Linked DNA regions of Mus musculus: region 2 is linked to region 1. A link is a contact called in public HiCAR-type data. All regions are on one chromosome and are shown on one strand. Each heading gives the region's core, a stretch centred on a gene start, on an enhancer-like site or on the middle of the called end of the contact. The rest is flanking DNA. Distances are from core to core; before and after follow the strand shown.

What was found. HiCAR-type assays count read pairs that join an accessible place to other places.
Region 2: a contact with region 1 is called in a HiCAR-type map of astrocytes, with 1.9 times the contacts expected there. The contact joins two enhancer-like sites. A contact is called at or near these places in 4 of 484 Hi-C or Micro-C datasets (the Ba/F3 cell line, embryonic stem cells, extraembryonic endoderm stem cells and 1 more), 1 of 115 datasets of contacts at active chromatin or transcription factors (astrocytes) and 1 of 9 other capture datasets (pancreatic islet).

Annotation. Positions count from the first base shown.
Region 1 is chr14:65,067,844-65,071,579 of GRCm38.p6, forward strand. All of the region lies in intron 3 of Extl3 (exostosin-like glycosyltransferase 3), which reads right to left. Among named protein-coding and RNA genes, the nearest start is that of Gm52118, 23 kb to the left of the region's middle. Within about 2 kb of position 1,603, at least 58 of the 459 cell types and tissues checked have an H3K27ac peak or open chromatin away from gene starts, as enhancers often do. A contact at or near this core is called in astrocytes, where this site is marked.
Region 2 is chr14:65,244,065-65,247,800 of GRCm38.p6, forward strand. All of the region lies in intron 2 of Fzd3 (frizzled class receptor 3), which reads right to left. Among named protein-coding and RNA genes, the nearest start is that of Fzd3, 17 kb to the right of the region's middle. Within about 2 kb of position 1,582, at least 53 of the 459 cell types and tissues checked have an H3K27ac peak or open chromatin away from gene starts, as enhancers often do. A contact at or near this core is called in astrocytes, where this site is marked.

The DNA.
Region 1 (3,736 bases), core at 353-2,852:
GGCACTGTGGTTTGAGGGAGATGTCCCCATAGGTCTGGCTCCCACTTGGTGGCTGTCTGGGAAGTTTAGGAGGCATGCCTACCGGAGGATATGTACCAATGGTGAGAGCTTTAAGAATTCTGGCTTGGGTCACTCTGAGTTTACTCTTTGCTTCCTGCTGTGGGCCAGTATGTGAGCGGTTAGCCCCAGCTGCCATGCCCGCTGTCTCACTTCCCTGTGGAGGCATGACAGTGCCTTGTCCCTCTGGAACCATAAGCCCAAACAAACCTTTCACTCTGTAAGCTGCCTCAGTGTCTGGCAACAACAACAACAACAAAAAGCTGCTAATACCGTGCTGTGAACAAAGGGAGCTATCACACTCCCTATGACACCACTGAGACTCATGATTTTCCTTGAGGGGAGGGCTATGAAGAGAATACCTGCTCCCACATCAGCATGACTTTGGAGGCAGTCTCAATTGGAACTGGCTAAAGTCCTGCTCTTCACATTCCCAGGCCCCTGTCTGCTAAACTCCTGCCAACTTTGCAAATGTCTTCAACCCAAAGTCACCATTGAAAAATGTATTATTAATCCCTGTTCCATCACAGAAAATGATGTCAATTACAAATGTATGTGAAGTAACAGATTAGCTGGAGGGCTGCTTTAGACATGCCTCAGATCCACAGCTGTTCCAGCCCCATCAACACCAAGAAGGATCTATGCTATTCCAGGTGGCAGAGCCCAGCAACAGATTCAAAAACTTACCTTGTCCCAAGAATATTTAACCAAGGAAGGAAGGAAGGAAGGAAGGAAGGAAAGAAAGAAGGAAAGAAGGAAAGCAGGCAGGCGCAAGCGCAAAGAAAGAAAGAAGCAAAACAAAACAAAAAAGCCTGGGTTTGTAGCCAAGGTCTCCGAAGCCCAGATTCAGTGGTAACAAAACAGAGGCCAAGTTCTGGTCAGGAAAAAGACTGGCCATTTACCAGGCAGAGAATGTCAAACTAGGTTAAAGGAAAGCAAAGGAGAGAGTACTAGAGGGAGAGAACAGAGCACACAAGGTACTGCTAGGTGGTAGAAGGCTCACTTAGAGTGTAAGGTCCTGGATTGTGTCCTCAGCAACATCAACAGGGATGGATGGACGGACAGATGGACACACACACAGCTAGGAAGGGAGCCACCAAGCCCTTATTTTCAGCAGCTTTTGCTCCCCAGTGAGTGAGAAGATGGCCATAAGTAGCAAGCCCCAAAGGCAAGTTTAGTGATGGTAAAAATCCTACCCCTTTAAATGCGCCCAGTTTCAGAGAAGTTATCAGGTAAGATTGTGTGGCCACCTGAGACATGATGGGACAGGGTGACGGCTCACTCAAATGGCCCGTCTTTCATTCATTCTCCCAGCATCCCTTGTGTTCACCCATAGCACTGTATTCAGGCAGTTCTGCAAACACAGCCCCTCCTCGCCCCAGCAGTTATATAGAGAAATTCAATTTCCCAGGCTTCTCTTTAAGATTACCAGTTCTGTGAATTCATTTCCAGCAAGATTATCAACAGAGCCTGAGAGACTCAGCCAAGCTGCAAACTGCGAGGACATTCCCTGGATCTCCAAGCCACCAACCAAAGCCGCACTTCCCAAGAGCCCCAGCAGATGGCTCTGTACCAGTACAAAGAAAGCAGCATGGCTGTGGAGCCTATCAGAAAAGCTGTGCAAATTTCACCCGATTTTCATTGACAGTGTGAACCTGGTGGTTCCTCGGCTGAAAGCTAAATAAACTGCATTTCACAGGCGCCAAATTACGGGCCTCCTTGTTCTCCCCCACGCCACCACTTGAGACAGTTCTCTACATTATCCTGGCTGTTCTGGAGCTCACTATGTAGACCAGGCTGGCCTCTACTCACAGAGATCCTCCTGCCTCACCCTCCAGCTGCTGGGATTAAAAGGTATATGCCAGCACAGCTGGCTCCCTCCTTATTCTTTAAAAGACCTGACTAGGCTAGACCAGAAAGCCAGGAATCAAATAGCAGACAAGCTCTGGACTGGATTCACAAGCAAGTTTGTGCATAAGTTCACTGAAGTCCATCCCTGAGATGACTGTCAAGAAGCCTAAGAGGGAAGATGGGGGAAGAGCTCTGATTCGGAAGCCAAATGCGGAGGCTTCAACCTTCAGCCCAGCACAGGGGAGGTGGGAGCAGGAGGAATCTAGGTGCTCAACTCAGCAGCCAACCATTGCGGGGTTTCAGCAACAAAATCCTGACAGAGACTTAGTCATTCCTAAACGCACTGTACACAGCTCTGCACTGGTCTCTAGGAGTTTGCGAAAAGCATGGCAAATGTCAAAGACACGAGTCAACCGAAAGGAACTTAAAAAACATGCCCATTTTTGTTGGGGTTTTGTTTCAAATTACAACAGTACTGTCCTCCACCCCAGCCCCCAGGAGTGGCTGTTTCTTTACATTGTGCCAGGAAGGTATACGGACGTACTTTGTGTTACACTTTGGTAACTCAGAAGACTAGCTTTCAAATTACTGCTTCAATTAGGAGGCTGGCATCGACCAGAAGGAATGGTACATATACTGCCTGCCTCCAAGATGTCCAACGCACATCAAATAACCACGCGGATGAGTAAGTAGGTAAGCAGAACCAGGAAGCAGTGGGCTCTGCTATCCCAAACATTCAACGCAATGGGGAGTGCTTAGGAATGACAGGGCTAAGTCAGGAGGCCCCTTAGTATTTGCTCCGATTTATTTTTTCCTCTTGCTGCGCTGTTCAGGCAGGCCCTGAACTCAGTGTGTAGCCCAGGCTGGCCTTTAACATGCAGTCTTCCTGCTTCACCTATGTAGCCCAGGCTGGCTACATAGGCTTGCAGTTCTCCTGGCTCTACCTCTGGATGCTGAGATACGATACAAGTGTATAGTGTATGTACCACAACATCTGACCCCTAGCCTTGCTTTCTAATGCGGAGAGCATCTCTTGGCCTACATCAGTCATGTTGGAGGAACTCACAGGAACACTGGCTTGCTTCACACAGCACATTCCCAGGTCAGCTGGCCTTCTGTCACCATCCTTCAGAGAAGCCCAGACTCCTGTCACATCCTTCTTCGTAGCACAGGGCAGTGGCCAGGACAGCAATCCAGACCTAGCACTTCACACCATTAAGTTCACACTGGCTCAGCCCAGCCTAACATCCTCCAGCCTCTAACAATGCCTCGAGCATAGCACACTTCCGTAGCCAGCCTTGTCATCACACAGGCACCAGACGGAAACAGCGGCTACTTCCTCTGACTTAAAGCAGACCACAGAGCTCAGGAATGAAGAGCTTGAGGCCTAGGAAGCCGCATCTATCTATGAGTTTCTAACACATGAGCACCAACATCAAAGAGCTTGGGGGGTGGTGCGGGAAGGGAGTCGCCTACTCTGTGAACAAGGGGGAGGGGCCAAGAACAATCAAGGGGGTGGGAGTTGAGAGTAACACCATGAACTCATTTTCATTCATAACTATGAGGCTAACATGCACAGAAAAAGTGCCTGTCTTAACTTATGAGGCACGTCTATTTGAAGTTTTAAAAGCAGTGCTGATGAAGCCTGTGAAAACATTACTCAGACAGCACAAAGCAGAGGGCAGCCTCCAGGGAGAAGATGCACACAGAGACCGCCGCGCTCAGCACCGCTGAGAAACCGCTGAGACACCGCTGAGACAGCTCACAAACGGGGCTTGGCAGGCACCCCTGTCCCAGTCTGCCGAACTCGGGACCAGCTGGATTACAA
Region 2 (3,736 bases), core at 332-2,831, 180 kb after region 1:
GATGAGGTATCTCTGTTAATATGTTATCAAAATCTCCATCTGTGAGCACTACCCATCTTAAGTTATAAAATTTATTTTAATGACCATTTTGTGTGTTTGCACTGAACTATAAATATCCTGAGCTACATTTTGGCTGACAGTTATTAGCACAGTAGGGCTTAAAGTGCCTCAAATTGAATAATTTCATACAACAGACACAAAATGCTAACTTGTCCAAGGTCATACAATTATAAACACAAATCTAAGCATCAGGCAAACTTTGACATTTTTACACAGATCCCTTGAACTTATCCAATTTGTTTCACTTAACTTCTGTTTTAGTTTGCCCTTTTATAAAACGGTCTTAATACAATTAGAACAACTAATAAATAATACTTATAAATAAAATAGGAAATAATTTCACGTATAGTAGGGCTATAGCAGGGTGACTTTGTTCCCTGTTCTCAACTGTCAAATGGGGAAACTCAAGTGGAGTTTTTTTCAAAATGTCAAACAAAGTAGGTAACCCCAAAATCATGATGATAGGAGACAGAAACCAGATATAAAAAGGTAGATACTGTGGGCTTGAGCCAATGGCTCAGCAGGTAAGAGCACAAAGTTCATCTTCCCTCACCCACATCAGGCAGCTGCCAACCAACTACCTGGAGAGCTGATAACCATTTCTTGCCTCCATGGGCACTGTACTCATCTGCATAAACCCACACTCAGAAACACACATACATATAACTAAAAATAACATCTAAAAAAGCAAATCATGTATGAGTCCATGCCTATACAACACTAGCACGTGCACCAATCCATAAGGACAGAGAACACACCTGTGAAAGCTGAAAGCATGAGCAGAGAATGTGGACTACGAAGGATATAAGGCAGCTTCTGATGTGATAGAAAAGTTCTATACTTTGATAATGGTAATACAGGAGCTGTTAAAAACTCATCAAAGGGAACACTTTACATAAGTGGAGTTTACTATATATGGTATAACCCAATAAAGCTATTATGAAAAACTAAGTAAATCAACTTGGTCTTAACAATTTCTTATCACAGCAAAATAAAATTAAATGATGTGGCCTTGACACTTAGGTTGAGAACATCCATCCATTCATCCATCCATCCATCTATCTATCTATCTATCTATCTATCTATCTCTATCTATCTATAACATATCTATCTATCTATCTATCTCTATCTATCTATAACATAAGGAACAGTACTCACAGTCTATGAAAGAGAAAGGAACATGGCTGATTGAATTCTAAATGATTCTTCCTGAGTGTTTCTCTAAGCAGGGATGTTTTTATTCCCTAAATCAAGACCCGAGTATAGGAAGTTTACAAACTGGAAAGTAACTTTCTAAAAACTAGATTTCTGATTTCTACAACAAAGGTGCACTGCATGGAACCTTGCATTCTTTGTTTAAATTCAAATCAACCAAGCCTTTGTGCTCCCATTCTTTCAACTCTCAAATTTCCATTCGTTACCATAGCAACCTGCTAACTGACAAACCTTCAAGCATAGCCACAGTCCAAGCTTAGCAAGGGTGTGAAAAGGGGACAGTGTCAAAGGCCAAAATCTGACTCAGGAGAATCAGAATTCCAACCTTTGTCACTGCACAAAGGGCCTGGTAACTATAGAAACTGTGCCACACTAGGTTTGGGAACAGCATGACTAAACTCACTAAGTGTGAACCAATGTGGAACAGCCTTGAAAATCTAAAACTCCTATTCATAGCTACTTTAGATCCAGTTGGAATAAGAAGTTATTCCAAACAACTTATGAAAATATTTATGTAAGTAAAATTATGAGACTCAAAATATCAAAGCAAAGCAAAACAAAACAAAACCCCAAATCCAGTCTCCCTTTCTGGAACAATAAAGCTTCTGATGACGTCACGTGCAAACTTTTAAGAATTGTTTTCTGTCTCTACAAAATAAACTAAGCCAAAAAGCTCTAGTTAAAAACAAAAACAAAACCACCTTTAATTCAGTAACTGTTTTTCTTTTTCAAACCTTAATTTTCAAAAATGTATCATGGTAGTCTACTCATTGATAATAGCTTGGGAAATTGAATAATCTATTATCACAGGAATCTATTCACTTTCATACGTCAAAGTAGAGCTCTTAAAACAGTACGTAAGACTCTTCTTTGGTTAGTAAACTTCTTTAACATTTCTCTATTGTAGATAGTTCTGGATTATGACATACTTAAAAAATAATACTTTATAGGGCAAATCCTACTCTACTTAATAATCTGATTTAAAGCAAGAATTTCAAAAGATTCCTTTAATGTAATTTGTCATAAGAAAACCAATTCAGAATTTCTAAAAGCTGTTATTTTTATTCCTAAAATCAGAAACAACTGCGAACAATACTCTGTGTGCATGTGTGTGTGTGTGTTTTAATTTAGAAGCTTCTTAATTCTGTTTGGTTTACCCTAGTCACAAAACTGGCTTCTAAAGCCGTATCTGTTAGGGAAGGGGATGTAAGTCCATACACAAGGCCTTAGGTTTGCTATCCAGCACTGCAAAATTAAATACAGATAATAAAATGGGTCATTTCACTACACTGTTTGCTTAGAAAAAATATCTTCCCATAAACATTAACCTATAATCCTAGCACTCTGGAGGTAGAAGCAAGTAGATCTCTGAGTTTGAGGCCAGCCTGCTCTATAGATCTTGCTCTAGGTCAGCCAGAGAAACTCCGTCTCAAAAAAAAAAAAAAATATTTAACCTAAAAAAAAAAAAGTAAATATGGTGTATTCTAGCAGTTAAATATATGAGCTTAAAGAAAAGAATTTTTCTTCCTTAAAAAGCCTATCCACAAATATGGATCGGTATTGTTTCATTGGGGTACATTCAAAATTTCAAAAGCTGTTATTTTTGTTCCCAAAACCAGAAATAACTGCAAATAATTCTCCACTATCTGTATGTACGAGTTTTCTGCTTTTTAATTTAGAAGGTTCTTATATTAGCCTGCCCTAGTTAGGGTTACTATTGCTGTGATCAAACACCATGGCCAAAGCAACTTGGGAAAGAAAGGGTTATTTGGCTTAAGCCTCCATCCTCATCACTGTTCATTGGAGGAAGTCAGGACAGGAGCCCAAACAGGGCAGGAACCTGGACACAGGACCTGAGATAGAGGCCATGGAGGAGTACTGCTTATTGGCTTATTTGCTATGGCTTGGTCAGCCTGCTTTTTATAGACAGCCAGGGGTGGCACCATCCACAATGGGCTGGGCCCTCCCCCATCAATCACTAATTAAGAAAATGTTCTACAGGCACACCTGCAGGCCAGCATTTTCTCAATCGAGGCTCTCTCCACTCAGATGACTATAGCTTGCATCACATTGACAGAACTAACCAGCACAGGGTCACAGATGTTTTGGTTAAGCCACACACTCTGTGTACTTTTTCCTTCATCTTAAGAACAGGTCAAGAACAACAGGATTTGGACAAGCAGAGGTACACTTAAGCAGAAGCAAAACAAGATCTTAGAGAAAGGAAAGCTATGTTGCTTCAATCTTTTATTAGTTACATTATTTATAAAATGCAAACACATACATTGAAAGCTTCCAATCACTTTCAACAACAACCAAAAAAAGAAAAGACAGACAGACAGACAGACAGAGAAGTATCACACTAGTGTTCATTGGCAGTGGTAACTTTGGAACTGTGATCAGTATCACTATCCCACCAAACTATTTTCAACCCCAGGAAAGCAAGATTTAGGTATAGCAA